Regions from separate parts of the Mus musculus genome. Here all the other regions are linked to region 2. A link is a contact called in public HiChIP or PLAC-seq and promoter capture Hi-C data. All regions are on one chromosome and are shown on one strand. Each heading gives the region's core, a stretch centred on a gene start, on an enhancer-like site or on the middle of the called end of the contact. The rest is flanking DNA. Distances are from core to core; before and after follow the strand shown.

Evidence for each region. Promoter capture Hi-C pulls out the DNA fragments that hold promoters and counts their contacts. HiChIP or PLAC-seq counts read pairs in DNA pulled down with a chosen protein or histone mark.
Region 1: a FOXA1 HiChIP or PLAC-seq map of pancreatic cancer cells shows a contact between it and region 2. The contact joins the promoter of Srf here to the promoter of Ubr2 in region 2. A contact is called at or near these places in 3 of 39 promoter capture datasets (erythroid cells, pre-B cells and stem cell-derived epiblast-like cells), 2 of 484 Hi-C or Micro-C datasets (the G1E-ER4 cell line and macrophages), 2 of 115 datasets of contacts at active chromatin or transcription factors (memory CD8 T cells and pancreatic cancer cells) and 1 of 9 other capture datasets (embryonic stem cells).
Region 3: an H3K4me3 HiChIP or PLAC-seq map of embryonic forebrain shows a contact between it and region 2, with 4 times the contacts expected there. The contact joins the enhancer-like site here to the promoter of Ubr2 in region 2. A contact is called at or near these places in 5 of 39 promoter capture datasets (3T3-L1-derived adipocytes, cranial neural crest, hippocampal neurons and 2 more) and 5 of 115 datasets of contacts at active chromatin or transcription factors (effector CD8 T cells, embryonic forebrain, embryonic hindbrain and 2 more).
Region 4: a promoter capture Hi-C map of second pharyngeal arch cranial neural crest shows a contact between it and region 2. The contact joins the promoter of Taf8 here to the promoter of Ubr2 in region 2. A contact is called at or near these places in 13 of 39 promoter capture datasets (the 3T3-L1 cell line, 3T3-L1-derived adipocytes, the HPC-7 cell line and 9 more), 1 of 484 Hi-C or Micro-C datasets (embryonic stem cells), 13 of 115 datasets of contacts at active chromatin or transcription factors (the NIH/3T3 cell line, astrocytes, bone marrow-derived macrophages and 9 more) and 3 of 9 other capture datasets (adipose tissue, macrophages and pancreatic islet).
Region 5: a FOXA1 HiChIP or PLAC-seq map of pancreatic cancer cells shows a contact between it and region 2. The contact joins the enhancer-like site here to the promoter of Ubr2 in region 2. A contact is called at or near these places in 2 of 39 promoter capture datasets (cranial neural crest and second pharyngeal arch cranial neural crest), 1 of 15 datasets of contacts at CTCF or cohesin (the NIH/3T3 cell line), 1 of 484 Hi-C or Micro-C datasets (bone marrow-derived macrophages), 11 of 115 datasets of contacts at active chromatin or transcription factors (the NIH/3T3 cell line, embryonic basal ganglia, embryonic forebrain and 7 more) and 3 of 9 other capture datasets (adipose tissue, embryonic stem cells and pancreatic islet).
Region 6: an H3K4me3 HiChIP or PLAC-seq map of embryonic limb bud shows a contact between it and region 2, with 6 times the contacts expected there. The contact joins the promoter of AI661453 here to the promoter of Ubr2 in region 2. A contact is called at or near these places in 15 of 39 promoter capture datasets (the 3T3-L1 cell line, the HPC-7 cell line, cranial neural crest and 8 more), 1 of 484 Hi-C or Micro-C datasets (pancreatic cancer cells), 15 of 115 datasets of contacts at active chromatin or transcription factors (acute myeloid leukemia, bone marrow-derived macrophages, cardiomyocytes and 11 more) and 1 of 9 other capture datasets (macrophages).
Region 7: a contact with region 2 is called in a FOXA1 HiChIP or PLAC-seq map of pancreatic cancer cells. The contact joins the enhancer-like site here to the promoter of Ubr2 in region 2. A contact is called at or near these places in 3 of 39 promoter capture datasets (the HPC-7 cell line, cranial neural crest and hippocampal neurons), 1 of 15 datasets of contacts at CTCF or cohesin (the NIH/3T3 cell line), 1 of 484 Hi-C or Micro-C datasets (bone marrow-derived macrophages), 12 of 115 datasets of contacts at active chromatin or transcription factors (the NIH/3T3 cell line, astrocytes, embryonic basal ganglia and 7 more) and 1 of 9 other capture datasets (pancreatic islet).

The regions. Positions count from the first base shown.
Region 1 is chr17:46,554,753-46,558,238 of GRCm38.p6, forward strand. It overlaps Srf (serum response factor), which reads right to left and starts at 1,410. Exons shown (of 7, transcript NM_020493.2): 1 at 576-1,410. The coding sequence starts at 1,076.
Region 2 is chr17:47,009,202-47,012,943 of GRCm38.p6, forward strand. It overlaps Ubr2 (ubiquitin protein ligase E3 component n-recognin 2), which reads right to left and starts at 1,331. Exons shown (of 47, transcript NM_146078.3): 1 at 941-1,331. The coding sequence starts at 1,018.
Region 3 is chr17:47,519,453-47,523,112 of GRCm38.p6, forward strand. It overlaps a transcript of Ccnd3 not described here. Among named protein-coding and RNA genes, the nearest start is that of Taf8, 19 kb to the left of the region's middle. RefSeq lists an enhancer at 1,333-3,660. Within about 2 kb of position 2,334, at least 283 of the 459 cell types and tissues checked have an H3K27ac peak or open chromatin away from gene starts, as enhancers often do. A contact at or near this core is called in effector CD8 T cells, embryonic forebrain, extraembryonic endoderm stem cells and 3 more, where this site is marked.
Region 4 is chr17:47,500,479-47,504,049 of GRCm38.p6, forward strand. It overlaps Taf8 (TATA-box binding protein associated factor 8), which reads right to left and starts at 1,813. Exons shown (of 9, transcript NM_022015.4): 1 at 1,753-1,813; 2 at 806-962. The coding sequence starts at 1,791.
Region 5 is chr17:47,460,934-47,464,553 of GRCm38.p6, forward strand. It overlaps AI661453 (expressed sequence AI661453), which reads left to right. Exons shown (of 5, transcript NM_145489.2): 3 at 3,021-3,096. Among named protein-coding and RNA genes, the nearest start is that of AI661453, 26 kb to the left of the region's middle. Within about 2 kb of position 2,023, at least 48 of the 459 cell types and tissues checked have an H3K27ac peak or open chromatin away from gene starts, as enhancers often do. A contact at or near this core is called in pancreatic cancer cells and pancreatic islet, where this site is marked.
Region 6 is chr17:47,434,431-47,438,349 of GRCm38.p6, forward strand. It overlaps AI661453 (expressed sequence AI661453), which reads left to right and starts at 2,209. Exons shown (of 5, transcript NM_145489.2): 1 at 2,209-2,519. The coding sequence starts at 2,375. It also overlaps a transcript of 1700001C19Rik not described here.
Region 7 is chr17:47,483,001-47,486,547 of GRCm38.p6, forward strand. It overlaps a transcript of Taf8 not described here. Among named protein-coding and RNA genes, the nearest start is that of Taf8, 18 kb to the right of the region's middle. Within about 2 kb of position 1,586, at least 124 of the 459 cell types and tissues checked have an H3K27ac peak or open chromatin away from gene starts, as enhancers often do. A contact at or near this core is called in astrocytes, fetal liver, pancreatic cancer cells and 1 more, where this site is marked.

The sequences.
Region 1 (3,486 bases), core at 160-2,659, 450 kb before region 2:
TCCACAGAAAGCAACGGAAGACACATGGGCAGGGCGGGACTTGGTCCCAGCTCGCTGTTCCTCAAGGCAGCAGCAGTTTCTCCCGCCTAGCTTCCTCACCTGGTTCCTAACCCTGCCTGTCCTTCAAAGCCCGTACAACTCGAGCGATGCCCACCTTTCCTCCCACTCAAGCTCTCTCGCTGCAGCTGTCATCCAACTCCTGCCTCCTCATCTCCAAACCTTCTGCTCCCTTTCCCACCGCCCTTCGCGCACACCAGGACACAGAGGATCTGCGGATCCCGGCGTCTGGTTATCCTGCACTCCTCCAGGACCCTCTGTCTCCCGCGCGCTGGTCACTCCCACCTCGGCGCCTTCGCCCAGGATTCCGGACGTTCGCAGCATCTCCCCTCTCCCCATATTTCCCCGGCGGCCCCTCCCCTTTCGCCAGGCCAGGGTACAACCATCCCCTCCCACACACCTCCTGCGGACTAGCCCGCCTCTCACCTCCGCCTCGGCTCTGTCTCGCTCCGGGGCTACCTTAGAGCGCACCCACCCTCCGGTTCCCCCCGGGGCGCGCCAACCTCCGGCTCCGGTACCTTCTTCATGATGCCCGTCTTCCTCTTGCTGAAGGTCGTGTAGCGCCGCAGCTTGTTGTCGATGAACTCCATCTTGATCTTCACGCGGCCCCGGGTCTTCTTCCCCGGCTTGGCCCCGCTCACCGCGCCGCTCACCGGCCCGTAGCCCCCGGCGGCCGCCGCCGCCGCCTCAGGCCCACCGACCACCACGCCGAGCTCCATCTCGCTCAGGCTCCGCTTGAGGCCGCGCCGCTCGGCGCCCAGCTCCTCCTCCTCGCCGGACTCGGAGTCGCCCTCGCTGCCGCTGTAGAGGGCCCCGGCGGTGGGCGCCGCTGCCGCTGCAGCCTCCCGCTCCAGACGACTCTGGCCGAGCCCCGCGCCGTTCCCGGGGACCCGGCCCCCGTTCGCCCCGCGAGTCCCGCCGCCGCCGCCCGGCCGCCCCGTCGGGGTCCGGTTCAGGTTGCCCCCCAGGGCCGAGCCCCGGCCCAGAGCCGCCGCGGCCCCAGCTTGGCTCGGTAACATGGCGCTCAGTGCAGGAGGGCTGACGGGCAAGTCAGCGAGGAATCGGGGCAGCTGCCGCCATCGGCTTCTCGGTTCCACCCGGCACTCGCGCTGTTACTAAAGCCGCTCTTGCTGCCGCGGCCGCCGCTGCGAGCCCGGGGCCCCTGCACGCCCGGGCCGACCTGGGCCCTCACTTTCCTGCCCCTATGGCCGGGGTTGCCCCAGGCCGCGCGCAGCGCCCCCTGTCCGTGTGCCGGGGAGGCGCGCCCTGCGGCCGTCAGCGTCCCCCGCGGGGCAGGGGCTGCTGGCCGCGGCCGAGACCGCGGGTGGAGGGGGCCGGGACCACGCGCTGGCTGCGGAGGTATCCCCCAACCCTTCCCCCCCCCATATAAAGAGATACAATGTTTCCTTTTATGGCGAGGCCGCTCCTTATATGGCGAGCCCCAGCGCCCCCGCCCCATTGGTCCGCGCTTCCGGCACCTAGGCTCCCCATTGGCCCGAAGGGGACACTTATTTGCATAGACATACCGAACTCGCTGCTGTCATCCCCGCGTCAGACCGCGATTCCGTGGGAGGGAGGAGCCAACTCCTTAAAGGAACAGTGGAGCCGAACCAGTTCCGCCCCCCTGGGTTGGAGAGTAGTGGAGTGTTGAAACTATCCTAGAGGAAGGAAGCCTGGGAGAGGACTGCAGGGCAGAAGAGGGAACCCCTGAATGGATGGGGTTTGAAACAAATAAAGAGGAAGACTTCCTAATTCCAGCGAAAGAGGGCAGGGATAGATTGGAGCGCTTCTCCCACCACTTCCTGAGTCTTTCGACTCCGCTAGCCCAGCGGCTCTGTCGCGCACTCTTGCCTTTCCCTCTCTTTTCAAAGGATCAACACTTTCCCACAAGTCTGGCTGCGAGGTCACATCGTTCATCATCCTCTACACTGGGGGTGGAGGGGTATCTTTGGCAGACACACATCTGGAGGAGGCACAGAGACATCCTCCCATCCATGATGGGGGCAGGGCGGAAAGTGAGAGATCAGTGAAGACTTCCAGCTGCCGGCTGTGCTAAAAGGGGGGTGGGGGGTGGTCTCGAGGCTAAAGCACAGGCCTGAAAGTACAGTGGGATAGAAAATTTAAGCAAGAGAGTGATCGACATTACAGGTCCACAGGAGTATTAAAAAATAAAAAGATAGAAAGGTTAAAACGTGGGTGTTACAAAGCCCAGGTTAAGGGTCTGAGAGTCTGAATCTTTGCTCCAAGCTAGAGAAAATATCTTGCACTTCTATGTTACTGAAACTATTTAAATCTGGCCGGACGGTGTGATATACACATTTAATTCTAGCTGTTCCTGAGGTTGAGACAGGAGGATTGCCTGGAGTTCAAAGCCAACCCGACCTACATAGTGAGTGCCAAGCCAGCCAGGACTATATAGCAAAACCAATCAAAAAGAAAAGTATACAAACATTGGGAGCTGAAGAGATGGCTCAGCAGTTAAGAGCACTGGCTGCTCTTCCAGAGGTCCTGGGTTCAATTCTCTGCAACCACATGGTGGCTCACAGCCATCTTTAACTCCAATTCCAGGTGATCTGACATCTTCACACAAACAAGTGACCTGGTCCATTCTCTGGTGTTGGTACCTGTACTGGCTGGTTTGCTGGTTTGGCATCAACTTGACACAGCTAGAGTCATCAGAGAGGAAGGAGCCTCTGTTGAGGAAATGCCTCCATGAGATCCAGCTGTGGGGCATTTCCTCAACTAGTGCTAAATGGGGGAGGGCCCAGCCCACTGTGGGTGGTGCCATCCTTGAGCTGGTAGTCCTGGGTTCTATAAGAAAGCAGGCTGAGCAAGCCATGAGCTTTCCAGTAAGCAGCACCCCTCCATGGCCTCTGCATCAGCTCCTGCCTCCAGGTTGCTGTCCTGTTTGTTTCTTATCCTGACTTCCTTCCGTGATGAACAGCAATGTGGAAATGTAAGCTGAATAAACCCTTTCCTCCCCAACTTGCTCTTGGGTCATGATGTTTCGTCCCAGCAGTAGACACCCTGAGACAGTGCCCATCCCTCAAGTTCTAAGTCCAGATTTAAAGGGGGCAAAGAGTAGAGGAAGCCACAGCAGTGGCCTGTGGCTAGGTAATTGGGGCTACATGTGGCAAGTCACAAACTTCCTGGTGTGTTTAATGAAATGGGTTTCCTTTAAGTGTTGTGAGGAGAAAGCGATTGGTTCGTTCTGTTGTACTAGCTAGCAACGAATAAGCTAGCTAGATGGGGTGGCTCATTCTTGCAACACCCAGGAAGATAGAATGACCATGGGTCCAACGGCTAGCCTTAGTAATATAATAAGTAACACGTGTGTGTGCACGAGCACACACACACACACACACACACACACACACACACACACACAAGGATTGAGCCAAAAACTTAAAGATCTGGGTTCAAACCCCA
Region 2 (3,742 bases), core at 81-2,580:
CTCCCAATTGTCTGAGCTATTTACAGTCACCGTGGACAATCTGTTCTGATAGGTGTCCCCTGCCCTCACTGGCAAAAGATGACGCTGAGTTTGTTGAAAGTTGTTGTCTTTGTAACTTTGCTACTTGTATCGGCGCTTGTTGATACTACATTTTAAGTCTTTACTGTGTCTGAATGGCTTAAGTTTAGGGCCTAAGGGTTCCTGATAGGCTGTGATCAACGCTATCATTAATGAGCTTGCATCTGTTCACCAAAGCTGCTTTTTCAAAGTTATATAACGTTTGTTCTCCGTCCAACTTTTCCCAACTCCTAGAAAAATTATGTATTTTTTTTTTTAAATCTGCCAGCCTCCATGCTTAGCAAACGTGTCGAGGCACCACTACATTACACACAGGCACCAAGGTTACCATCTAACGAAATAAACAAGTGCAAAACAACTTTTTAAAAAAGCACCGAGGGGGTAATGTTGGACTGTGCTGCCTGCAGCCTGGGTAAACTCCCCTCCCCGCCCCCCAGCAACAAAGTTGGAGCTGGGAGAGGATAGAATCCTTCGGCGCAGACACTGCTCCGCTTATCCTAAGAAATGGCATCAGAAGGTAAAGTAGGGCGCTTATACGACAACGTTAGGAAGCCGCTCGCTCCCATCTTCCAACAGCCAGCATATAGGGCAAAAACCCAAGTGTTGTAGACTTAATGGAGAGTGAAGCTAATTAGGGATAATGAAAGCTCTGTAGTAAGAGTCGCCGCGTATAAGGAGGATCTGAGCACCGAAGGCGCGGAGCAGGCTCGATGGCCTCCTGGGTCCTTTTCCCCACGGGACATGGCCAGCGCCGCTGTTAGCCGAAGTCAGTGGCGGGCTCCGGGATTCCCAGGACTCTGTTCCTCCCCCGGGGCGCGGCCTACGAGGGCCGGACGTAGCCCTCCCGGGCTCCCGCACTCACCCCTGCGATCTCTTCGGCAGAACATTCCAGCAAACTGCGGTCGATGGCCTGCACCTCGGGCTCCATCTCCGACGCCATCTTCTCTCCTCCTCCTCTCCCCGGGTGCTCTCGCCGCTGTCGCCTCTCCCCGGGCCTCAGCTTCGCCTCTGCTCCCGCAGCCGCGACGGTCACCCCTGTCCTGGGGCCGTCAGTCCCGGGCCGTCCGGGCTGCCGCCGAGCCGAGATGCGCGAGGAGCAAAGCGGGACGCGAACCTGCAGCGGGGACGGCAGCCGCTTGCGCGCGCGCCCGGGCTCGGCGCCCAGAAGTCAAGTCGCCTCCTCGCCCGTGACCGGGGGAAGGACACCGAGAACCCCAGGCCTGGCACTCCGGACAGCCACTACCGCGTTCAACGCCAAGAGAGGGGCAAAAACACCCAAGCGAGGGAGCAGGGCATTCTGGGTACTGTAGTCGTCCCCTGAGCGGCCAGGGAGAGAAGCGAAGCCTCTAATAAGGAGCGGCACACGAGTATCATGGGAGTTGTAGTCCATCCCCTGGCGGAAGCCTGGAAAAAGACAATTTAGAATCCGTGAGAGGGGCTTGACACCAGAAGAACGAAATAACGTTTGAGATCTCGTCTTAGTCTCTTAGTCCTATTTATTCTTGTCATTTTTTTTTTATCTCCCCAGCACCAAGAATAATCATTCCTGGCGCGATAGACACACAGCTGTCTGTCAAAAGTCTGGTATCTGATAAACCCTCAATTGTCAAAAGAATGAATGAATCGCGCGTTCTATCCCGGAGGTTCTAATGCCTTGTCATCCTGGCACTAGTCACCGAGGTGTATTTAGTACCGAGATTTTGAAAAGTTTTAAGGTACAATTGCAAGACATTTAATTTATGACCATTGATTGATATATATCCTTTTCTTTCCTTAAGTCTTGTTGCATCAGAAAAGGCGTCCAACGAATCAACTTAAAGACCAACTCTCAGAGTCAGACAACCCTGGAAGCACGCGCTTACTTCCGCGTCCAGCCTGCCTACTCCTGCGGCTGCGCGGAGGGAGAGCCAGGGCTAGAGCTGCGACTGCCATTGTTTTTTGCAGTTTCTCAAAAGGTCAAGGAAAAAAAAAAAAAAAAAAAAAAAAAAAAGACTTTAAGGTTCAATGGCAGGCCACAAAGCAACAGAAGAAATACTGGATATTTTTTTTTTTTTAGCTGCATTGCTTTAAGACTATACTGACAGAAGCAGATCTAAAAGCAGACCGATTGGAGGCTTATATACACTGACTGTAATTTGTGACATGTATTTGAATATCTTTTAAATTATCTTCGTGGAGAAGATTAGGCTCTCACAGATGACCAGACAAACCCTAATTGCCCTGTAGGAAGAGGCTGGTATCTTGTACTGGAGTTGTTAGGGTTAGACCTTGGAACCTGCGGCTCTAACAAGCTAGGCTCAAGCATATATCCTCAATATAACAATTAAAGAGATAAGCAATAATGAAGAGACAGAGAAAGGAGACTTATTCGATATAGCCACATTGGGGAGAGGGACAAAAAGGTCCAGTGACCATCTGCCCACCCTCAAGTTCACTACCTTTCAGAGTCCTGACATGAGGTTTAGTTTTAAAGAAAGGGCAGCCCTGGTCAAGGTGTGGTCCTAGTCCATCGCTGGTCCATCATTATCTTGACTCCAGTCTCTCTTGCAAGTTGTAGAAACTGTAAGACACCTCTTTCTGGGAGGCAAGCTCAAGCTCTGGTTGATGCCAGACTCCCCAGCCTTTTCCAACTCCTATTACTTGGGGGGGCCATTGTCTTAAAAGCCTGGTAGCCAAAGAGAAGAGCACAAAATGGTGGTACCTTTGTGGTTAGGGAACACAAAGGCATTAGATGAGCTAAAGTCAGGAGTGGGACCCTGGAAGAGCGTGTGTGGCGGTCTGGATGAGAATGGCCCTTCAAGGGGCTCATATATTTAAATGCTTGCTTCCCCACTGGTGGAACTGTGTGGAGGAGGTGTGTCACTAGGGGAGGGCTTTCAGGTTTCAAAAGTCCTAGCCCTTTCCAGTTAGCTCCTACCTCTGCCTACTACTTGTGGGTCAGTTGTAAACTTTCAGCTACTGCTTGAGCGCTATGCCTACCTACCTGCTTCCAGGCTCCCCCACCAAGATGTAGACTCACTCTCTGAATCTGTGAGCTGCAATAAACCCTTTCTTCTGAGATCCACCCTCACCTTCGCACACTCCTACCTTCATGCCCTTCTAAAAATGATCTAATGGCTCCATTTTCAATTCCCATGTACTCCTAGGCCTGTTTTTAAACAGGATCTCCTATGTAGCCCAAGCTGGCATGGACTTGGTACCTTCTTGACTTGGTCTCCTGAATGACGGAACAGCATTCACCACCATACCCAGGAACATTTTTATTCTTTTTTTTATTTTTTTTCCATTTTCTTGAAAGATCTCACTATGTAGACCTGTATATCCTGGAACTTACCCTGTAGATCAGGCTGGCCTCAGACCCACCGAGATCCACCTGCCTCTGCCGCACAGAGTACTGGAATGAGAGATCTGTACCCCCACACTCAGCTTATTTTCCCCATTTTTGTATATGTGTGGATACATGCACCGGGAGATTAGTGATGGGAGTCATCCTTATTCCATGAGGTTGAGCGTGTCAATCAAACTCACAGCTACAGAGATGGCTAGGCCTGCTACTAGCTTGTCTAGGGATCCCTTGTCTCTTTATGTGTTGGGGCCGGCCAGCGGCTCACATGTCCAGGTTCGAGCCTGGAAGGCATCTTGGAATCTGGAAGAAAAGAGGGAA
Region 3 (3,660 bases), core at 1,084-3,583, 510 kb after region 2:
TTTCTGGGAGGTAGAGGCAGGAAGATCAGGAATTTAAGGTCCTTCTCTCCTACTTAAGGAGTTTGAAGCCAGCCTAGGCTGCTTGAAACCTTGTTCAAAAAAAAAAAAAAAAAAGCCGACAAAAATAGAATAAGACAAATCCTAGAAATGTTTTCATTTTAAACCATTTTGTCCACACATGTACAGAAACACACAAATATGTATAAAAACCAAAGAAGATCCGCTGTAATGTGCTTACGCGTGCTTGCTACAGCAGATGTACTTTTGATGTCTTTTAAGCAAAAATCTGCTGTACTGTTTTATTTGTAACACATACTGTTCAGGCTCGGCTTCAGGGCCTGTGAGGCTCGAGCTGGAGCTTTAGAACTTAACTGGGGAAGGGGCAGAACCCGCTCCTGGAATCTGGCCTCCGGCCTCCATACACACTCCGTGGTATGCGCTCATCCACAGGCATACAAACACACACACGATGATAATAAGTTTTCAAAATGAGATTCATGACTTCAAGAGAAGCTGGGAAAACATCCTGTCTTGTCATCGGAAACAAACTGAATTTGGGCTAGGGGCTGGGGGCCGGGGTGGGGGATCAATCTGTAACTTGAGGTTCTAGTAGCCCCAGAAACGGATTACCCAAAGTAAAGCAAAGAGTCTACTCTGGGAGCTCCGAGAGACACTTTTCAGGAAGGAGCTAGGAAATGACAGAAGTGCCCGAGGGTAGAAAGAGGGCCCTACAGGGAGCTGGTCTTACCTCTGCCCAGGTGGGCCTGTGTCGGTGACACCTGGTGCTGGTGACAGGTTTCTGGGGTACAGGTCAGGGGCCTGGTTTCTGCATTTACCGTAGATAAGGAACAGATGGAAGCGCAGCTCAGCAGGGGGCTGGGCTGTCCTGTCAAGATGACAGGACATCAAGGAAAGAAGAAAATCTCATTTCAGGTGGTGGGATGGCCCTGCAGAGAGGCAGAACTACTGTAACCTGGTGGGGAACGGTCTCCTCAAAAGAAGGCAGGGGTAGAGCTCCGTGGTAGAGAGCCCTTGCCTAACAGGCTGAGGGCCTGGATTTAATCCCCAGATGAGGGAGGAAGGGAAATGAGAGGGTGGGAGTCGGACATGGTGGCATATGCCTTTAATCCCAGTACTTGGAAGGCAGAGACAGGAGGATCTCTGTGAGTTCCAGGCCAAAAGAGAGAGGGAGAGAGAATGGGACCTAGGAATGTCACTAAGTTGGTAGAGTGCTTCTGTAAGCGTGCAGGAAGCCCTGTGTTCAGTTCCATAAACTACAGTAATCCTAGAATTCGGGGGGTGGAGGTTCAAAGCCTGCCTCAACGACATCGCCAGTTTAAGGCCAAGCGGAGCTGTGAGGGTTTCTCATACATACAGTTTAGATATACTCTCCATACATTAAGACGCATAATCAATTAAGGGAAGTAAACCACAAATGGGATTAAAGGCGTGTCTCCCAAGTGCTGGGATTAAAGGCGTGCACCACCACGCCCGGCTTTGCCTTTTCTTTTTTTTAAGAACATTTCAGCTGCAGCTGTGTGTGGCTTGACCCCCAGTGCTACATAATCCCAGGATTTGTAGAGACAGAGGATCAGGGGTTCAAGGTCCTCCTCGGGGTACCTATTAGGAGGGCAGCCCAGGCTACGTGAGACTCTGTCTCAATAAAAATAAAAATAAAAAGCTGGGTGGTGGTGGCGCACGCCTTTAATCCCAGCACTTGGGAGGCAGAGGCAGGCGGATTTCTGAGTTCGAGGCCAGCCTGGTTTACAAAGTGAGTTCCAGGACAGCCAGGGCTACACAGAGAAACCCTGTCTTGAAACCCCCCTCCCCCCCCAAAAAAAGGTCCAGTTCTATAATAACAGGAAGAATAGAACATGTACTAGGAGTGTTCCATGAGCTTATGGGAAAAGTGTCGCTAGTTTGTGGTACCTCATTGGAAGCTGTAGGAGCTAAGAGTAAAGCTGGCAGTGGAGGGCTCAGTAAGGCCCAGAGCCTGGTGTGGACCCCAGCTTGCAACTCTCTGTCCTCTCTTCAAGTCCCGTTATACCAATTAAACAAAATTTTAAAAGTGTCCTGCCTGGCACTTCGGGGGTGCCCAGCTCAGGCCGTCATGACAATTGGGGTGGGCGGAGTTAGATAAGGGGGGGTAGTTACCCTCAAAAGGGCACAGAGTAGGTCTGAAGAAAGCCAGCTTCCTCTAGTCCTTTTGAGCAGCCTGGGGCTGCAAGGGTGGAGGGCCGGGGGAAGACTGCGGTGGGAGCAGGAAGCTGGGCAGCATCCCGCAGAGTCTGCCTCTCCAGCTCAGCAACAGAGGAGGGGGTGGAGTCTCCGTTGAGCCCTGAGATAAGGAACAGGCAGCAGCTGACAAGGGGATCAAAATAAACAGCTGTGCCCCGGGGAGAACAAGCTTTGCATTCCGTTCTGTGATCCCACCCCAATCCCTACTTCTCCCCCAGCCCGCCCCGCCCCCACCCGAGCACACTCGGCATCCCCGTCGGCTCTGAGGGCCTCCCCTCAGCCTTGGCTTAGCTCCTTGTGAGCTGTGTTCCCACATCAGCCCCCTCTTTAGGCAGAGGCTCTCGGGGGCCTTTCTCCAGCTGTCTGGAAGGACTGAGGACTCGAGACAGGTGGCCGGAGGTGGAAAAGAGAGGCCTCTTCCAGGGCCAGCCCCCATCTGCCAGGCTGGGCCACCCTCAGACTCTCCCCTGGGTAATCTAGGAAGGCCTGGGAAATAGAGTGGGGCTAAGCTCTGATAGCCAGGCTGGGGAGGCTGAGGCAGGAGCTGGGGTCTAGTGGTGAGAGGAGTATTCACTGGGCTGGAGACTTCTGCTCTCTGCCTCCCCAGGCACTCAGTACAGAAAGGATTGACAGTGACTTTTACGAGGGGCCGCTTTGACTGGCTTATGGGAGTTTATTCCTCAGTATAGTGCCTGAAGGTATCCTGGTCCCAGGGATCTGAGAGACTCCATAACTCCTGAGACTTCTTACTAGTGACCTTATTTCGACACACGCTAGCCTGGGGTCTAAGAGCTACAAGGAGCCACTACTTGCCCATCCCCCAGGGCTAGGCCGGCTCCTGGGGCCACCATGAGTAGCAATTAGCACCCCTTCTTCAAGATACCCCCATAAGCAGTCCCAGTCCGAAGAATGCAGGGTTTCAGGAAGGCCCTGGGCCACATCAGGAAGTGTCTTCATTGTCCTGAAGAAGGTTTGATGACTTCTGTGTTCCTGAGCCTGGATGTGGCTTCTAGCCTGGTTGTCCAAGGGTCAGATGCAGGGGCCTGCAGGGTGGTGTTAGCTTTGAGATACATCGGGAGTCTTAGCTGCTGGCAGGAAGTTGGCTCAATGGGAACACACGCAGAAGGGTCACCTGCTTCTTGCTGGCACGCTCCCAAACCTCTGTACTCAACTGACTCCTTGAGGCCCCCAAGACCCTCCAAGATACTATGTGTTTGACAGATTCTAGGCATATCCTCACTTATGTAGCCACCCTGACCCCTGAACAGTGGTTTGAATAAATGAATGCCCCAGAGAGCTAGGGGCAGCCGCTTGTGTATAAGAATCTCGGGATAGGAGCGGTACATCCTAAGGCCTCTATGGAACCCGGCTACGTTTTAGGAAGCTGCAGTATATTCAGGCCCAGAAAGCCAGGCCTGGTAG
Region 4 (3,571 bases), core at 563-3,062, 490 kb after region 2:
GAGTTCAATTCCCAACAACCACATGGTGGCTCACAACCATCTGTAATGAGATCCGATGCCTGATGTAATTGTTAGATTCGGGGCTCACCACCTCAGTCTGCTAACCTAGGTCTAGTCCTGGAAGCCTCCAGCACCCATACAATCTTATCTGGGTCTAGAATGCTTTCAGCCTCTGAGACTTACTGCTGATGTCTGAACACAGTTACATTATATTCATATACATAAAATGAATAAGTAAATTGAGAGAGAGAGATTGATTGATTGATTGATTGATTAGGCTGGGTGGTGGTGGCACGTGCCTTTGATCCCAGCACTCAGGAGGCAGAGGCAGATGGATCTATGAGTTCAAAGCCAGCCTGATCTACAGAGTGAGTTCCAGGAGAGCCAGGGGTACACAGAGAAACCCTGTCTTGAAAAACCAAAGCGGGGAAGGGTTATATTAAAAAACAAAAACAAATTCAAAGACAGAAAGGAGACGTTCTTGGGGCTGTGGAGAAGACCGAATCCAGTGTTGTTCAGGGATACAGGGCTTTGGACATGGATAACGCTGAGAGTTGTGTAACACTTAATGCCACTTAATGCCGCTGCAGACGACTGAAATGACAAGGTTGCTATTTGTGTCTCTCCCACATGTATAAGCATCGAAACAGTCTCATTCTACAATGGACATGTGTGTTTCTTCTGCCTGAAGCTGAGTCTCTAACAGTCTTCCAAGAGAAGGGGAGAGAGAATCTGGGATGGAGTTCACGGAGCTGGGGGGGGGTCTGTAAAGGAAACAGCGGGCCTAGTGTTTCTTGGTACTCACAGCTCTGCAGCATCTCTGTCAGTGTCTCCACAGACGCTTTCTCGGCACTCTCAAATCCCGCCTCTGTCAGCAAGGAGCTCACAACCACTTGCAGGGTCCTCCTCCGGGCCAGATGGTAGTTATCAGCAGGGTTAGTGGATTGCTTACTTCCCGGTCTCTGGAAATCAGAAGCCCAGAGTGAGACTTTGAACCACTAGATGTGTGTGTTTTGCGCGCGTGTGTGTGTTCCTGCGAGTGCAGGTGCCGCGCTGGCCCGGATTCCGTGAAGCAGGAGTTACAGGTGATTGTGAGCCACTCCACCAAACTCAGGTCCTCTGAAAGACCAGCAAGTCCGTCTTAACCACTAAACCATCTCTCCAGCCCCATTCACTTCTTTCTGGAGCAAAGTTACAGGAGCGGGTCTGTGGTGGGCACGCCTTTATTCCCAGCACCCGGGAGGCAGAGGCAGGCGCGAGAGGAGGCAGGAAGAGAGAGGGAAAAGCAAAGGAAGAATATATACACGAATGATGGTACTGAGCGAATAAATCTACTATCTTCTTGTCCCATCACACCATTTCAGTAACCAGGAAAATTAAACCAGCTACCACCACAGGATGCAGAGGAGAGCTAGGCATCACCGCAGAGAAAGGCAGAGCAAGTAAATATTTTACGAAGTTCCAACTTCGGCCGGCCAGTAAGAGGATAAAAACAGCCTCTTCAGACCAATCAGAAGGAGTTCCGGGTTCCCACCTCAACAAGGAACAAGCCAATCAAGTCTCAGATGCAGCAATTCAGGAGGCCGCTGCCAAAAGCCAAGCAGCGGGGACCGCCTACGGCCAGAGATACTCTCCAGCCCCGGGTCTCAGAGCGGGCCTGGGCTTCTCGGTTCGAGACCGTGGCCCAAACCGTGGGAGAGATCCAGAAGACCCAAACTCTTTCGGCTTCACGCCGCGCCTCTCCACCCTTACCGTTCCGGAGCCACCAGGCCCGGCCGCCGTGTCAGCCATCTTGCTCTTGCGTAGTGTGCGTGAGCGCGGGGCACGATGGGACTTGTAGTTGCGGGGTGGGAGGTGGAGAAGGGCGGGGCCGCGGGTGCCCCGCCTTATAGAAAAGCTCTACGAACACGTGTGAGTCTGGGGTGGGGGTGGAGGGAGCTCGGGATAGCCCAAGCTCACGTGGCGTTGTGTGACCCAAGCTTTCTTGGACACTTAAGTCAGTAGCTGTAGCAATTGATCTGGAAGACGCACTGTGAGATGCACTGAGTTAAAAGAAACATATTTTGTCCAGGAGCCTGCCGTCTGTAATCCTAGCACTTTGGAGCTGAGACCAGAGGATCTAGAGTTCCAGGCTAGCGTGGGCTATGCAATGAATTAAAGGCCAGTTTAGGACTACATAAGGAGACCCTTTCCCTGAAAAGAAAAGAATAAAAATAAAAACAAAAACAAAGCCATTTGTATGAAGTAAGTTCTCAGAAATACACTAAGAATACAATTTGGGTCTGGAGAGATGGCTCAGCGGTTAAGAGCACTGATTGCTCTTCCAGAGGTCTTTAGTTCAATTCCCAGCAACCACGTGATGGCTCACAACCATCTACAATGAGAACTGGCGCCTTCGCAGGGCCTTGGTGGTGCACGACTTTAATCCCAGCACTTGGGAGGCAGAGGCAGGTGGAGTTCTGAGTTCGAGGCCAGCCTGGTCTACAGAGTGAGTTCCAGGACAGCCAGGGCTACAAAGAGAAAACCCTGTAAAAAAAAAAAAAAAGAAAAAGAAAAAGAAAAAGAAAAAGAGGGGCTGGTGAGATGGCTCAGCGGTTAGGAGCGCCGACTGCTCTTCCAAAGGTCCTGAGTTCAAATCCCAGCAACCACATGGTGGCTCACAACCATCCGTAATGAGATCTGATGCCCTCTTCTGGTGTGTCTGAAGACAGCTACAGTGTATATAATAAATAAATAAATATTTTAAAAAAAGAAAAAGAAATCTGGCGCCCTCTTCTGGTGTGTCTGAAGACAAGACCAATATACCCACATGTATGCAATAAATAAATATTTAAAAACAAAAAAACACTTTGGTTCTGCTTGCTCTTCCAGAGGTTCTGAGTTCTATTCCCAGCAGCCACATGGTGGCTTACAATTATCGGTAATGGGATCCAATGCCCTCTTCTGGTGTGTCTAAAGACAGCTACAGTGTGTGTATTCATATAATTGAAACAAATAAATCTCTTTTAAAAATACACTTTGGGGCAGAGAGGTGGCTCAGTAGTTAAGAACACATACTGGGCTGGAGAGATGGCTCAGTGGTCAATCAGAGCACTGACTCTTCTTCCTGGGGTCCTGAGGTCCTGAGTTCAATTCCCAGCAACCACATGGTGGCTCACAACCATCTGCAATGAGTTTGGATGCCCTCTTCTAGTGTGTCTAAAAGACAGCTACAGTGTACTCATATACATAAAATAAATAAAATCTTAAAAAAAAAAAAAAGAACAAACACATACTGCTCTTGGAGATGACCCAAATTTGAGCACTCATATTGAGTGTCACAACTGCCAGGTAGATGATGGGAACTGAATCTCTGGAAGAGAAGAGTACTCTTAACTGGAGCAACTTTGCCCCTTGAATGTCATGGTGGTTTGAATAAGAATGGACCCCCTAGGCTCAAATATTTGAATGCTAAGTCACCAGAGTTGGGCAATTTGTTAGAGGAGAGGTGTCACTGGAGGTGGGCTTAGAGGTTTCAAAAGCTTACACCTGGCCCAGTGTCTGTCTGTCTGTCTGTCTCTCTCTCAATCCC
Region 5 (3,620 bases), core at 773-3,272, 450 kb after region 2:
GATGGACGGACGGAAGAGGGAGGGGGAGAGAGAGGGAGAGGGAGGGAGGGAGAGAGAGAGAGAGCGCAAGTGCCCAGGACCCCATGGAGCTTGGCTTTGCTGGTTTGGAGCTTTGTCTTGTTGGGGAAGACATTAGAGGATGACGGCCTGGGGCTGCGTTATCTTTGTGAGTTTGTTTTACATCTAAAGAGCATTTTGCTTTCATCTATATTTGTGCCTCCTAGTCTCTGCATTTTATGTGAAGAAAATGGGTTTCATGGATATGTAGAACAGGAAGAGTTGGGGTCCAGCGGGAAGGCTCACCTGTTAGGAACACTTGTTTTTACAGGGTGTGGGACTGGGTACCAGAAGTTTTCCACGGAGATCTCTGTCCAGGCCAGGTAGGAAGGTTCCCGAGAAGGGAAGTGAGTCCAGGCAGAGAGATGAGTCTCTGCCACGCCTTCCAGGTCGCTCCTTAACCGAGCCTCTCTGAACTGAGTCGGGTCAGGCTTGGCCGATGAGAAGCCGACTATCCAGTGAGGCGTGCAGTAGGACCTCGGGTGGCTCTTCGGGAGAGAAGATCTCTTCCCAAGTGTTACATAGACCTCTTGGAACAAAAGACTCAGATGAAGGAATATTTCTCGCATACCTTTAATTCCCTGCATGGACTTATATACAGTTCTGGGGGTGATTCAGGGTTTGACAGCAGGCACCTCTCATTGGCTTAGACTGAGAGTTTGGGGGAAACCTTATTTGCGTGTAGGAAGGCTTGGTGCTGTTCCTACCCAAGTCTCTCCTGTGGGAGCTGTGGGGGCAGTAACTTCGACAGGAGTCAGGGGTCCAGGAGACAGGGGTTAGTTCTAACTCTCAATCTGCAGGAGACTGCCTCACAAGGCCTACTTAGAGCATATGAGACCTCAAAGCCCAACTCCATAGTCACACACCTCCTCCTCCGAAAAGGCCACACCTCCCAACAGTGCCACTCCCCATGGACCAAGTATTCAGATAACTGAGTCTTTGGGGGCTGTGCCTATTCAGATCATCACAGATGGGTGCATGGGTCCCTTCTGGGCTTAGCACAAGTTCACAGGTAGAGATAACAGACCCGGGGGTGTTGAAGTATTTTTCTCAGTCCTGTGGTGAGGTAGCAGGGCTGATAACATCAAGTCCATTTGCTCCAAAGCCCCTTTACAAAGGGCAGCTGAGCTAGTCCTTAAAGGAAGGGCTGTGGTGAGGTGCAATGTCCAGAGCCTGGGTCCAGCAGTGCCAGCTGTAGCTGTATGTTTTAAATTACTTCTGAGACATTTCCGGATGTCTTTTTCCTCACCCAGTACATGCAGGGGACATCTTTCTCATCGAGTGGTGACGGAGATGGTTTCGAGTAGGGCACAAGGAGCATTCTTGGTATTATTAGAAACTAATGGGAGGGGCACTGGGATGTGGCTCCGTTGGCAGAGTGCTTGCCTCACATGCACAGAGCCCTGGGTTTAATCCTCAATACCACAGAACCAGGTGTGGTGGTGGCAGCTGCCATCACAGCATTGGGGAGGTGAAGGCAGGAAAACCAGAAGTTCAGGGTCATCTTCAGCTACATAGTGACTCTGAAGCCAAGGACGGTGGCTTGAAGAAAAATAAAGGAGAAATAGATGGCTTGCCCAACTCCAGGCCCAGGAAGCACGCAGACTGTGGTGGTGGGGAGACTGTTGGATTAGAACATAGACTGGTGTGCTAAGTGAGTGGGAAAGGAGAATGGACTTGGGAGCCAGAGGCCAGGCCACTGAGACCCCTGAGAAGCACATGTAGTGCTCTGCCAAGCTCCCAAATGGCAGGTGTGTGCACTTTGTTGATCTATGGAAATGTGTTGGGGGCAGGGGGGTGCGGAGAGAATGCAAAATAGACTCTCAGACAGACAGCTGTGCAAACACAGCTCTGTTTGGTTCAGGTGAGAGATCAGAGACGCCTGCACTGCTTGCAGAGCCCTGCTTCAACACTTAGTTATCTTCTGTAAATTCCTGGTGAAGACCTGGAGTCAACTGGAGGTCGGGAGGCGGGTTCTTTGGGGCAGCTGAGTCACTGCAGGTTCTTTGTGTTAGGCTTGGGGACAGTCCCCAGGGGCTGGTTCTCTCCTTCCATTCTGGGTCCCAGAGACCAGCTCAGCTCAGCCCAGGCCACCAGCGTTGGCAGCCAAGCACCTTTACCCTTTGAGACATCTCACCAGCCCTCATTTTGGCTTTTTTGGTTGGCTTTTGTTTTGTTTTGACTGGGCCTCACTGTAGCTGAGACTCATGATACAGACCGGGATCACCTGATATGTGTGTGGCACGTGCCTGACTCCTTAGTTTGCTTTGAATTGAGATTCTTATTCCGATGTAGTTGATCCTCGTCTTTGCTGGTTCTGTATTTGCAAATTTGATCTGTAACTAACATTGCTTTTGTGGTTGTTCTCATACATGCATAAAGCAGAAAAACAAAAACAACCCTGAATGGGAACCCCAAAGCATGCATTTCTAGCTGAGAAAAAAAAAAAAAAACCAACAGGACATTTGTATCCTGTATCACAGGATGGCCTCAAACTCATTACGTGGCCGAGCATGTCTTTGACCTCCCTAATCTGCCCTGAGCGCTGAAAATCCAGGCATACCCCACCACACACAGTTTTTACCCTACTGGGGCTCGAACTCAGGGCTTTGTATATACTACAGGGCAAACACTCTACCAACTGAAATATATCCCCAACCCAGATTTATTTTTTAAACTTCACTCACAGGGTGGGCTGGAGAGATGGTTTATCAGTTAAGAGCACTTGCTGCCCTTGCAGTTCTCAGGACCTGAGTGCTCATTCTCAACTGCGCGTGTGACTCTGGTTTGTCACCTTCTGGCCTCTGTGGGCACTGCACAGATAATTAATTAATCTAAAATAAATGTGTTCACTTAAGAAGTTGTATGGCTACTACCATTCCTGCAGTTTCTTTGGTAATGGGAGACTCACAGCCCAGTTTGAGTTGTCTGTTCATCCCTCCACGTCCCCTGGTCTCTTTCAGAATGCCCAGGAGAACCATGGGCTGGCTGTGCCCACCCCGTCTGTCCCAGAAGATTTTGCAGACAAAGAAGTGGGAGGTAAGAGAACTCTGATCTTGTGGCTTCCTTTCATCCCTGCTGGGGCCCTGAAGTTAAAACAAAATAAAACAAGCAAGCAAACATCTCCATTTCCCCCAGCTGGAGGCAAAGCCAGCATCCGGCACCTCTTAGCTACTACTGGTCAAGGTGGGTGAGAACAGTGGGCCAGGGAGATGCAGAGAGTCAAGGTTGGCTAACACCCATTTTAGAGAGTGGTGAGAGCAGGGAGGGCCCGGGTCACAGCAGGATAGAAGGCAGCAGGAAGACCTGGGTCAGACAAACCTATCTCTGAGCCTATAAGCTATAGCCTGATTAGCTCCGTCCCCAGGACACTTTCCCTGCTTGAGAAGAGCAGTGCTAACTCTAGAGGACTCAGTGTATGGGATGGATGTGAGCCACTTGGTGAAATCAGGCTGGTGACACCCCGTGTGACTCTGAGCAAAGGTTCCTGAGAACTGCGGTGTCTCAGTCACCGCTTCCGTCCTCACTCTCCCCTTCTGCAGCTCCTAAAGGCAGCTCCTTAG
Region 6 (3,919 bases), core at 959-3,458, 430 kb after region 2:
CTGGTGGCACACACCTTTAATCTTCTGGAGGCAGAGGCAGGTGGGTCTCTGTAAACCCAAGGCCAACCACAGCTGTACAGTAAGACCCTATCTCAAAAAATATATCTTTAACTGGGCGTGGTGGCGCACGCCTTTAATCCCAGCACTCAGGAGACAGAGATAGGTGGATTTCTGAGTTTGAGACCAGCCTGGTCTACAAAGTAAGTTCCAGGACAGCCAGGGCTACACAGAGAAACCCTGCCTGGGGGAAAAAAAAAAAAAAAAAAAAAATATATATATATATATATATATATATATATATATATATATATATATAAAATTTTAATGTGTATGAGTATTTGCCTGTGTGTGTGCAGTGCACACATCTGATCCCCTGTAACCGGAACTACAGATCACTATCCACTGCCACGTGGTTGCTTGGAACTGAAAAGACAGCCAGGGCTCTTTACTTCTGAGCCATCTCCTCAGCCCCCCCAAATCTGGTTTCTAAAAATTACATTCATAGTCAGGCATGCAGTATACCTTTAATCCCAGTACTTGGGAGCAAAGGCAGGCAGATCTCTATGAATTTAAAGCCAGCTTGGTCTATATAGAAAGTTTCATGCCAGCCAGAGCTACAAAGTAACATTTTGTCTCAAAAGAATATTCCAGGAGAGAAGAATCTGGTGTCTATAAAATACCAAATTTTCTAGAGCTGTGTTCAGGGCATGACGTGGTCATTGTGTTCTGAAACAGACTACAATGTGGTTATCCATACAGGCTCAGGCCAATGAGATCAGTCAACTTTCTGATAGGCAGCACTAACTAGACCCAGTAGATTTAAAGGGGGGCGGGGAGGGATGATGAAGAGGAGAAAGGGATGGGAGGGAAGAGTGGGAGAGGGATAGCCTGCATGATATGCTCAAGACACATTGTTTATGTATGAAATTGCCAAAGACTAAATTTTATTTCATGAAATATACATTAAGATCGGGCTTGGTGGTCTGAGCATTTAATCCCAGCACTTGGGAGACAGAGTTGAGATAGTCATAAGTTCAAGTCCAGCCTGGTCTACAAATTTCAGGACAGCAATGGCTACATAATAGACAGACCCTGCCATACATAGATAGATAGATAGATAGATAGATGCATACATACATACATACATAATACATACATGTATGTATATGACATATATGGCAGGGTCTCTCTAATATACACACTATATAATGTATTAAATATATTATCTTTAATATATTAATAATATACACAATATAAATAATAAACAAGAAACAATATGAAATATATAAAATAATTATATATTGAATATGTTAAATATTTAATATATTAGTATATTAATATATATGGAGGCCTAACCATGAGGATAGTTTCTTCCTGTGTTCTCTAATGGTACAGAAACTAGCCGGGCGATGGTGGCACACGCCTTTAATCCCAGAACTTTCGAGGCAGAGGCAGGCAGATTTCTGAGTTTGAGGCCAGTCTGGTCTACAAAGTGAGTTCCAGGACAGCTAGGGCTATACAGAGGAACCCTGTCTCGAAAACAAAAACAAAACCAAAAACAAACGAACAAACAAACAAACAAAAAATGGTACAGAAATTAGCCGGGCGGTGGTGGCACAAGCCTTTAATCCCAGCACTCCTGTCTCGGAAAAACAAAAAAACAACAACAACAACAACAACAACAACAACAACAACAACAAAAAAAAAAAAAAAAGGAAAAAAAATGTGCAGAAATTTCTTAACTCTACCTGGCCTCTAACTTCCTGTGTATTCATCATTTGTATTCATCGAAGTCTCCCTCACACATGTCAGAGGGCCCACGGGATGCTCTGGGCCATGCTAGCTTGGCCAGGCAGGTACTTTTCTGGGATGCAAGTCATTTCTAAACTGTCCACCCTGATCTGCTCAGGAAGGGCTCACAGACTCAAGGAACTCGCCTTGGGCTTTTCCTGGTCCAGAAAAAAAAAAAAAAAAAAAAAAAAAGTGGGGGTGGATCGGGCGTGCCGGTAGGGAACCCGCGGCAGGGGGCGGCTCTGCTCCCCAGCAGGGCGTGGGCCGGGCGAGGTCCTCCGCGCAGCGCACGGTGCCAACAATAGGCTGTTGTGGAAGGAGGCAGGAATGTGGCCCGGGGAGTTGGGCGGCGGGGCGGGGCCGGCTCCGGGCGGCAGCCTCTTACCTGTCCAGGTAGCTCGCATTTCCAGGCGAGCGGCGGCGGCGCCCGCACCACCTGTCGCCGGGTGCGCGGGCGGGGAGCGCGGCTGGGGACCATGGCCTGCTAGTGTCCCCTGGGAAGACGCTGCGGGGTTCAGTCTGGAGCAGGACAGGCCTAGGGACGGAAGGTCCTTCCCTCGGGGACAGATCGGCCTGCAGCAGCATGAAAAAGAACCAGACCATGCAGGGCACTTTCAGCAAACTCTTTGGGAAGAAGCACGCCCACCCCTCCACCACGTCCCTCTACGCCACCAATCCACCCTGGATTTTCACCCACGAGGCCCAAGAGGAGGGAACCAGGGACTTTGGTGAGTGCACCCCGGCTGGGGGAAAAAAAAAAAAAAAAAACAAGGGAGAGTTCCCCGTGGCGCCTCTTCCCTCCTGGCTCTGGCGTCACTTGGGCGCTGGGAAAGCGGGCTGGGGCAGGGACACGTTGGAACCTGTGGACCGGCTGAGGAGATGCTGGGAAGGGGAAGGAGGCGCGGCAGCCCGAGTCAGAGAGGTGCAGGGAACCCCTGAAGTGAGGCCGCCGATCCTTGCCGCCCTCACCTGCCGTTCCCTGTCTCCCTTCATAACCTTTGGTAGGGTTTCTGTTTGTGTGGCTGTCTTTGCTGTGTCTCCTACCACATATCCGCATTCTGAGTCAGAGATCTAGACGTCTGTCCCTAGTCCTTTCCGCTTCCTCTGTCCCGCAGAGAGAGCCTGCCTCAGGTGCCCTTGCCGTTCGTTCTGTTTGAGAAAGGAAAGTCAGCGAGCAGGCCACTGTTAGCAGATTGCCAGCCATTTGCGACATCAAATTAGCTTTGTTTGGTTTGGTTGGGGGTGGGGAGGGAAGGGGGCTGAGTGTCACATGCTCTTGCCCAGGTCCTCTTGGATCTGGGTTGTCTATGGTCTCGGACTGAAGAGTCAGAGGTGGGACAGAGGAGAGTGCGGACCCTTTGAATCAAGGGTGGTGTGTCTTTGCAAACTACTGGAAATAAATTGGCCCTTCCCCAGCTCCGGCTATGGGACACTCCTATCTCTTTGTCAATCTCCAGTTTATACACTCTTAACTGGGGGGAACCCCGGGAAAATGGGGGAACGGTACTCACTTCTTGTTTTTGATCCATGCTTCTGGTGTCTGAAGTGGGAGACAGGGGTGTGTCACCAATCACTCCCTAGTTTTACCTGCCTTCCTCATCACCTTTATGGTACTTGGAGTTCTGTTCAACACCCAAATGATTACATTGGGGGCCAGGGCAAGAACAAGATGTCACCTTTCCCTGACCTAAAGATCTCTCACCAGCAGGCAAGCAAAACTAAGAGTATGCCCTCCTGCCCTTTGGGGGCCTCTGCTGGAAGACAGCCTTTAGGTGCATGAGAAAGAGAAGAGGCATTTCTGAGGGGAACCTAGCCTCAGAGTGGAGAGGGAAGGCTGTCTCTGACAGAGCACAGGTTTCAGTAATGGGGAAGAGAGCAGGACCAAGTGGGGGCGTGTCTAGGCAAAGAAGATACCAGTGCTGGCAAGTGAACCCTAAGTGTACTCTGGGATGCCCCAACACCTTCCTTGGCCTGAAGGAAGACATCAATAGCAAACTGTCACCCACCTTTCCTAGGTGCAAACTCTCCTAAAACGTTTGATCTTTGACTCACTGAGTCTCTGTCTAGTGTAAGATGCTATTATTGGCTTTCTGGATGAGGACGCCAAAGAACAGGGATGTTACAGACC
Region 7 (3,547 bases), core at 336-2,835, 470 kb after region 2:
ACCTGGTCTACAGAGAAAGTTCTATGACATCCAGGGCTACATCAAGAAACTCTGCCTTGAAAAACAAACAAACAACACCCCCCCCCCAAAGCAGAAGGTGTAAAGGCCCCGTCTGTCACCCAACAAGTCACAAGGATGAGCACAGAAAGAACCTCTGTCACAGGACTATAGAGCCTTGAATCAGAAATTCTTTATTGGGCTGGAGAGATGGCTCAGAGGTTAAGAGCACTGACTATTCTTCTGAAGGTCCTAAGTTCAAATCCACATGGTGGCTCACAACCATCTTTAAAGAGATCGGACGCCCTCTTCTGGTGTGTCTGAAGACAGCTACAGTGTACTTAGATATAATAATAAATAAATCTTAAAAAAAAAAAGAAATTCTTTATTATTCGCACAGAGGACACACTAACCACTAGGAGAAAATACTGTTTATACGGTATCTATCCCGCTATAAAAGGGTATATTTACATGTGTGTTTGGTACATAAAACCATACTGACTCATCAGGAGCTTCGGGGAAAGGCCAGAGAGCCTGGGGTGGGAGAGGGAGGTACGTGTTATATCTTCTTCTGTCTTCCAAGTTCTGTGCTGAATTCATACATCATCTGTTCACGAGTCAATAAAATAGCTTCTAACAAAGACGGAACAATGATGTAAGCAAATGGAGAGGACCTAAACCATAAACACCAGGAGGGGAAATTCCTTGCGCTTGTTTCCAGGGCTGGAAGCATCCATGACAAATCTGTACCTGTAGGCTTGGTTCCTCTCCCCAGACTGGCAGCTGGGGCTGTGCACGCTGATGGTCAGAGACTTAAGCACTCGCTTCTGGGTGACCCTGAGCGAAACAGAAGAATGATAAACCTGTCACCAGGAAAACTCAGAGGTGGCAATAAACGACAAGGCTCAGGCTCTTCTTGTTCCTACAAAGACACTGGGAAGAGCCTCCCTGCTCTGCCCTGGGCATGCCTCTGGGCTGGGGATGTCACATGTCACGCAGTGGTAGAGAGTGTGCCCAGCAGGGCACTGGGCCCTGGGGCATTTGGAGAGCCTGGGACCCTCAGGATAAAGGGGTGTGGTTCTTCCTAGCACCACATGGGAAGCCTCATCCACTCCAGCTGCCCTTTCCTGGGATCGTCCTGATTTACTGATGTGGAAGTGACAGAAATGCCCCAACCCACCCCCAGCCTGGTATAATCAGGTTTTACAAGGGCAAGGCCTCCTTACAACTGACTCTACACTGGCTCCACAGAGATGGGACAAGAGCCCCAGGCCCAAGGAGGCCTGGATCTCATGCCTCTCAGGCCAGCTCCAAGCTGCACTCTATTGCCCTCCCTTCCTCTCTCTGCTTACCCTCCCCTCCTCCCTCTGCCTCCCCTCCCCTCCTCCCTCTGCCTCCCCTCCCCTCCTCCCTCTGCTTACCCTCCTCTCCTCCCTCTGCCTACCTTCCCCTCCCCTCCTCCCTCTGCCTCCCCTCCCATCCTCCCTCTGCTTACCCTCCTCTTTCAAAGGCTCACTGGGCCAACCCCACCCACTGAGATCTCAGCAGAGGCCTCAGACCAGCCCCCTTCTTTCTCTTGGTCAGAGGAGGCAGAACAGGTTCCCTCTTGTTTACCCATCTCCCTGGTAACACAGGCCTCCACAGGAGGGTGTCCTCCAGGCTATCAGTAGGTTTCTGTTTCCTGCCTCTTCTTAGGTAGGGTACACTTTGGCTCTCTGGGGCTAGGGCCAGTCCGTCCCCCCCAGTTCCTGAATGGCTAGCTCTAGCTGCTCCACCCCTTCACCCCACCATAAATCCTAACTGGGAAATGCCACCCTCTGTGAGGAGTTGACTGACCTTGTTCCCAGCCCTGCCTATGGTCCTCTGCCTCCACATCTCCCTCTGAACAGCACCCCAAGCCCTTGCTGAACTGAGCCCACTTGACCCTCCCGTGCAAGTCTGCCTACAGTCTGGGGGCACACACGCTCCTGCCTCTGACAGAGAGTATGCTTGTTTGCTGTTCTCTTTCCACAAAGATGGCTGCACTTTGTGCTCTACTCAACTACAACGTTCTTCTTAGGCCATTTTTTTTTTTTAAAGGGCAGCTCCCACAATAATTCCTCCTGCCCTATTTTGTGACAAGTGCTGCCTTTATCTGCCCTGCCAGAACGGCACCAAACTCTGCCCCCACAAAGTGGCTGCTCATATGGCCTATATCAACAGGTCTCAAATCCCCTGTCAGAGATCCTGAAAGAAGCAGGGTGGGTGGAGGACAGGCCATTCGGTTCTCTGGCTGGCCCCTCCCCCAGCCTCTCCTCCCAAGCCCCAGTGCCTGCTTGGCTTCTGTGAAGGCTTTGGCCACTGCCTGCTCCCCAGGTTAGTAGCCCAAGCTTTGCACACTACCTACCCCTTATGGCTCTTAGTTTCCTTGTCCCATCCTTCAATTCTTTTCCTCCAGGTCTCTGATGGCACCACGGGACTGACATACCACGTGTGTTGTGGGCTGTCCACTGCCCCTCCATCCCCTACATACACACACACACACATACACACACACACACACACACACACACACACACACACACACAGACACACACACACACAGACACACTGTGGGCTGACACACACACACACACACACACACACACACACACACACACTGTAAGAGCTGGGGAAGCAGGGACCTAGGTCTACCCTGGTATTTGTCAGTGTCTGTATCCAAATGGTCTCCCTTAGAAAAAGCTCAACTGCTGTTTGAGTGACTGCAGAAGGGAAGGGTGGAATGGGGGACAGGCTGAAGGGCTGGAAGGAGAGGCACAGGACAACCAGGAGCCAAGTGAAGACTTTCTCCCTGCAGGGTAGAAGCCCCTTCTGGCACCCTCTACAGCCTACAACACTTTTAGTTTCATTTTGTGTAGTTTCCCACTAGAGTGAATTCCCTGGAGGTAGGAACTATGTATGTCTTGTTCAGCAGAGTATCATTAGAGTTGGCACCGTGCCAAGCGTTCAGCATACACAAGAGGCTCTGGACCTCTATCTGCTAAATAGCGCACAGGAGGATGAGTGACCTGCAAGACAAAGACCTGTCAGGGGACCTCATTGGCCAGGTTTGCACTGGAGACATTTGGACTAGGGGTGGCCAGTCTCTGGGAGGATCTCCAGTCTTACTGCAGGGCTGAGAATGGTCTACCCTGGCAGGGGATGTGGCTGGGGAAGAGCAGGGAGCCTGCGCATTTGGGTGGGGCAGCATCAGACTGGCAGGGAGGAAGAGTGTGCTGTCTAAACACAAATGAACAAGACCTAGCATGGTCTACGCAGAGGACAAAAACCAGACAACTGGGTACAAATAGTTGGATGCTGAGACCAGCTGGGCAGAAACGTCTGGAGGTGGAGGACCAGAGGAACCATGTCCCTGGCATGAGAGATGGCACTTCCAAGACCCTTCTGGTTGGGTAGGCACATGGGGAAAAAACATCAAAGAAAGACCAAGATGTTGGCCGAGGACATCTACAACAGAAGGCAAAGGAACAAGGTCAAAGAGGAAGCGATAACCTACTGGTCGCACACCAGG